2 separate regions of the Thunnus albacares genome follow, and region 1 is linked to region 2. A link is a contact called in public Hi-C data. All regions are on one chromosome and are shown on one strand. Each heading gives the region's core, a stretch centred on a gene start, on an enhancer-like site or on the middle of the called end of the contact. The rest is flanking DNA. Distances are from core to core; before and after follow the strand shown.

Region 1 (3,079 bases), core at 555-3,054, 160 kb before region 2:
GACACCCACCTTCAGCAAAAGGGACCACAATCAAGGCTCTGTCCACGAAGACGGTGTTCGTCAGGTGTTGGGAAACTCCCACCGACTCAGACTCAAGGAACTTTACAAAACAGACACGTGAAGTCACAGGCAAGGGAGAGTCACTGGAAGAAAATACAGATATGTTGTGCAAAGAATACAAACAAGTACACCCTACATGCCTTCTTCAAACTGTTAGTATGTGTCCCGAGGGACAATTGAGTTAATAATGGATTATAAACCAGTCTCTCCTGCTTGCTCAATGTATCTCCTTAAGATAAAACAACGTCTCCTGATAAGTTCAATGTCTGACCTGTTTTTGATCTTGCCCAACAAGCAGCCTATAACATTTCCTACCTGCATAGTGGCCAGGTCTTATTCGATTGAGGAAAATACAAAAGCAAAAAACAATTATTTCCTAACATAGTCAATGTTTGTGAAAATGTCTGTTTTCATATATGAGCAATCAATATTATACATTTTCCCAAATACTGGACTAATTGTTTAGTCTATGAAATGTAAGAATGAAGTAACAAATGCCCTTCACAACTATCCAGAGTTCAAGTTGACCTCTTCATGTAGCCTGTTATGTCTAACAAGCAGTCCAAAACCCAAATATATGCAAACTTAAGGCTGCAACAATCACTTTAGATTATTCTACAGATAATTGTTTCATTAATTGATTGAGCGATATGGTATGAAATGTCGCTTCTAATAATATCCCAAATTCAACCGTGATGTCTTCAAATTGCTAGTTTTATCTAACCAAACCCTAAAAAACAACAAATATAGTTAATTTACAATGATATAACAAAAAGAGGAGCAGCTAAGCCTCACTTTTGACATGCTGGGATCCAGAGATTAGGGGGCCTTTACACTGATTACTAACCTAAATTATTGATTGTCAAAATTGCAGCCGACTACATTTCTGTCTATTGATTAATCGACTGATAGTTCAGCTCTGTATGATTTACAGTGTCGTAATAACCCTGAAAAGAAGCAAATCCACACACTGGAGAAACTGGAACAAACTATCATTACTAAAAAACATTTCATCAAGGTATTTGACTTATACAATTAAGTTAACCTAATCGTTAATTGAAACAGTTAGTAGTTTTCAGATAATCAACTATTCGACTAACACTAGTTGTTTCAGCACTAGTTACATCCTGTCGTCTGTAGGAGAGAGGGGATTTAAATCTGGGCTAAATCACTCAGACATAACCACACAACAGGATAAAGTGTCCCTCATGTAGCACCATTAAGGGGAGTGACTGCTGCTGCACTCGTAAAGACGCGGGCAAACGTTAGCATTAGCATGCCGAGCCACGAGGCCTGCTCGACCATACAGGCCTCACGAAGAGCCCAGCGTGAGCTTGGCAGGAAAAATGTTTCACTAACATATTGTCCAGAATACTCACTCAGGTGGAAACAGTTTGAGCTCCTCTATGTTTCCGAGGAATCCAAACAGAGTCCTCATTTGCTCGGACGTTGTGCTCGGCGAAACATTTGTCACCTGAATGACGTGCGTGTTGGAATTCATTTTCGCGAGTGCTAATCAAGCTAGCTAGCTTTGTGCTAGCGACGTGCCTGAATTTAAAACAAAAAAGACCGGCTAGGTAACGTTTACGAGGAAAACAACATTAGGCAAATGCAAAAACTAGCATCTTTGTTGTAGAAACCAGGTGGTTAGCTTGTGTAACGGACAAGAAGACAACGGCCGCAAGCAGAGAGCAACAATGCCGCTACCGAAAATGTCGTGACAGTGATGCTGCATTCACGTGTTGTTAGTAAACTCGTACTCGTGAGTTTCACTGGAGCAAAAACAACGCGCCCCATTCAGGGCGGGTTCATTAAAAGATCCCTTCATAATGTAAGTGATGGATGCCAAAATCCACAAGCCTTATTCAGGGCAAAAATGCATTTAAAAGTTTATCTGAAGCTAATATGAAGCTTCAGTAGCCCAATTCTAAAACAAACTCCCCCTCAGTATCAGATCAGCTGAATCAGTGTCATAGTTTAAAAGCTTTTAAAAACCCACCTGTACAGACTGGCATTTGTATAATATTTCATAACGTCTACTCAAATGTGGTTATTTTATATTTTATCTCTCTATGTTTGACTACTTCTTTACTGCATTTTCTGTGTATGTTGTTCCTCTAAATTGTTTGTTTTATTTCTCTATATTCGTTGTCTTTGCACCTATATTTTATGGTACTGTATTTCGTGAAGCACATTGTAACTCTGGTTTTGAAAGGCACTATAGAAATAAAGTTTGTTATTATTATTATTATTATTATTATATTATTATTAAATTAGCTGAATAAAGTAATTATCATTCAACATTACATTCTTTTTAGTGCCAAAGTCCCTCTTTTTGTTACTATACTTGCACTGCAGCTCAACAGGGAAACACTGTCTGAGGAAACACAAAGAGGGAATCTAAAAGGAATCTAAAATGCTAAAAAGACTGTAAATGTGGCAAATATCAACTCGATGTGACTAACACAGACTGCTGAGGCCTCATATAAGCTTCAGATAAACTTTTAAATGCATTTTTGCACAAAATTACTGTATTTTGCCTTGGTGTTGTAGTGCATAACAGTCAAAAATATACACAAAATTAAGTAGTCCTAAATAAGAAATTTTCTGTAAAAAAAAAAAAAAAAAAGTAAGTGAGAAGAGCTGCTACAAGTTTAAATTGAAGAGAATGAGATTAAATGTACAAAGTATTGTCCAGGAGTAAACAATATACAGTGTGCAATTAATAATAATAGTAATAATAGTGATAATACAAGTTGCGTTGATGCAAGGTGCCATGTTAGATCAAAGATCACAGATTTGCAAATATAAAATTATGACTTTCAGTATTTATATGGGCGCACAAGACACAAAAAATGCAAACCTATGCTTTAAGCCATTTAAGTCTTTCTAAGGAATTAAAGAAGAGTTTTAATTCGTTTTCAAAAGGCTGATAATGTTGGAATTTTCGTTCACATGCCAAAATTACAAGCTCATTTATTTTCCAATAGTCCGTAAAGGCATCACGACTCGGAATACG
Region 2 (2,755 bases), core at 33-2,532:
AAATGCCTAATTATTCAGGCAATTTCCTGCACCTTCACCTCTTCAAACCCATTAGTGAGCAGAGGGGGCTCCTGGTTGCTCTCTATGGAGGATTCGCTCCCCGTGCTCTCTCCAGAGAGAAGTCTGGTGACTCTGAGGTCAGCTTTCAGTGTCTGCACATCGTTTCCTATGCTCATCTCCCCCAAGTCATTAATAATCTGAGTCAACTCCTGTTTACCATTAGTAACACAATCATCGTCCGTGTCCAGAATGTCCTCACATTCGAAGTGCATCGCTTTCTCCTCCTCCTCCTCCCCGACCAAGTCCTCCGTGATGGAGCCCAGCTTGGGCGCGCTCCGGCTGCGCTCCACCGGGGGTTTGTAGTAACACTGTCCGTTCAGGAGCTTCCTGAGGGGAACCAACGGGATGGTTTGTTCCCCTATTAGCTGTTGCTGTTGGTGTCTGGCATCGTCCCTCCGTTTTAGTCTTTTGAACTCAGCCAGGGCTGTTGCTGAGGTCTGGTACAGCAGCAGTGCCATGGCCTTTGCCTTCTCCGGCTTGGACACCAGCACTGCGTGGCAGCGCAGCATCACGGCCTTGTGCTTCATCTCGTGCCTGTAAATCCAAGCGAAAATCTTGGGTAGCCTCGGGTCCGCGACGCAGTAAGTTATCCGGTGCAGCAAGTACAAGTGTCCCGGCCGCCTGGCCTTATCGTCCACATGCACCATCCGGATCCCCTGCGAGCTGACCGTCAGCCTCATCTTGGTGCCGTTCTTGCCCATTTCGCTCTTTCCCCAGATCTTGCTCACCGCCACGTCCGTGCAGCCGTCACCTTTGGACTGGATGGTGGTGGCATTCCCCAGGTAAAGCACCGTGTATGTAGGGTCCTCGCTGGTGATCTTCACCTTTTTCCTCTTTGACTTGAACATGCTGCCCACCCTGTTGAGTGCGCTCTCGGGGCAGGACTTCGCGAAGGAGGTGAGCGCAGAATAGTTGAGACTCACCGCATAGCCCTTCTGCTTGGACTGCTTATCTTCCTCTATCAGGTCAAACTTATTCTTCTTCCAAGGCAGCATTTTATCGCTGTCAACAGGAACAAAGTCTACTGAGAGAGAAAGAAAAAAAAACTTTTTATTACTACTAAATTCTACAAGTGTTTACTGTCAGGTCATTTATGAGCTACTCTATGAGAACTGAACGCAAAGACACCGTACTTCATCTGTGCATCCTCTGGAGTGCTCTTGTCCATTGTGGTGTCCCACAGCCTGAATCTTTGTGGTACAGATTACAGTCTACTGAAGGGGGAACGAACCTCGAGGTTTATATACTGGGAAAAACCATTTCAGTGTGACTGTAGGGGGGACTGAACCAAATGAAAATAGTCGTATAAATTTGGGTTGACTGCGTTCATTAATACAAAACTCTCACGTTTGCTTGCTTGTTTTCAAATGACTGCAGCATCATTTTGAACATATGTGAGATTAATTATTTGGAAATAAATTAAAGTACAGACACAAACACTGAATTATTAGTTTAATGCAACAATTACACAGTAACATTTAATAACATCATACAGTTTCTTACAAAAGATGACTGGAATGTTATTACATTTTATATTTTACATACAGAAATAATTTTAAAATCTTACTACACAAGCAGTTACTTTCTGCTGGGATATTATAACCAGGTTATCATATCTTATCAATGATAAGATATGAAATTTTCATTATAAAGTCACTGCTGAGCCCAAGCAGACAACATTTCTATATTAAAATATCCATGATTTTTCTTAAGCATCAATAGGCTGCCACATTCCCACCACAAACCCAAATCATGTTGTCTTTGTTAAATGTGTTCGCTTTGTTTCTCACAGTTATTTAAGTTAGATTTGACAAAAGTAATCTTCCCTTTAATGTGTTACTAAAGAATTTTTTCGAAATTAGAAGCGTGGCGTGCTGTCATGGAATTAAATCAACATCAGCAGTCACATCTGAGGGCAGCACAGACTTCCAGGAAGATTTTTTCATCTTAACTATTGCTATTTTCTTGCTATGTTATGTTATATGTTTTAATGTTATAGCACTTTGAGATTCGCTGTGAATGAGAAGTCCAGTACAAAATAAATGCATTATTGTTGATGGTGATGATGATGATGTTATTGTTATTGTTATCATCATCATCATCATCATCATCATCATCATCATCATCATCATCATTATCATCATTATCATCATTATTATCATTATTATTATTATTATTAGCCTCCTTATAGAATGTTCGCGGGACAACGTGTGGTCTGAATTAAATGCGTTTGTCTTTCGAGAAATAGGGAGTACGGACTACAGAATATAGTAGTCAGACTATGTCAATTCATCATATTCATGAATGTGGGGTGAGGATAGCAGCGTAACCCTCATGTTGCTTTATGCTGCCATCTTTTGGTTCACATCAGAAGTGCGTTTTGTGATCGTGGAGAAAGATTTACTTGTTACTTTGCGCAATATGAAGCTTTCATTTATTATGTATAATCTATTAGCAATAAATTAATGAGAAGTGTATTTATATGTAGCCTATTTTATTAATGACTGTAAAATGCGCTACCCCTGCGGAACTAATGTTGGTATAGTCCCATTTTCTTCAGGGCACATTTGACAGCTGGACAAATAAGTGGACTGTTCCATAGCTGCGTTACTGAAGATGCTTATAACAAACGAGTTATCACCCCAAGACTTTCAAGGATGAAGTATTTTTATATTTAATATACGAAATGACTATT

The links. A called contact is a pair of places that touch in the nucleus more often than the background predicts.
Region 1: a Hi-C map of muscle shows a contact between it and region 2, with 6 times the contacts expected there. The contact joins the promoter of srsf11 here to the promoter of fam43a in region 2. A contact is called at or near these places in 2 of 2 Hi-C or Micro-C datasets (muscle and an unstated tissue).

What each region holds. Positions count from the first base shown.
Region 1 is chr9:16,835,519-16,838,597 of fThuAlb1.1, reverse strand. It overlaps srsf11 (serine/arginine-rich splicing factor 11), which reads right to left and starts at 1,804. Exons shown (of 12, transcript XM_044360959.1): 1 at 1,440-1,804; 2 at 10-143. The coding sequence starts at 1,561. xxylt1 (xyloside xylosyltransferase 1) reads left to right here and starts at 2,683. Exons shown (of 6, transcript XM_044361883.1): 1 at 2,683-3,079.
Region 2 is chr9:16,674,491-16,677,245 of fThuAlb1.1, reverse strand. It overlaps fam43a (protein FAM43A), which reads right to left and starts at 1,282. Exons shown (of 2, transcript XM_044362336.1): 1 at 1,194-1,282; 2 at 1-1,081. The coding sequence starts at 1,055. The coding sequence ends at 15. It overlaps lsg1 (large subunit GTPase 1 homolog), which reads left to right and starts at 2,721. Exons shown (of 14, transcript XM_044362324.1): 1 at 2,721-2,755.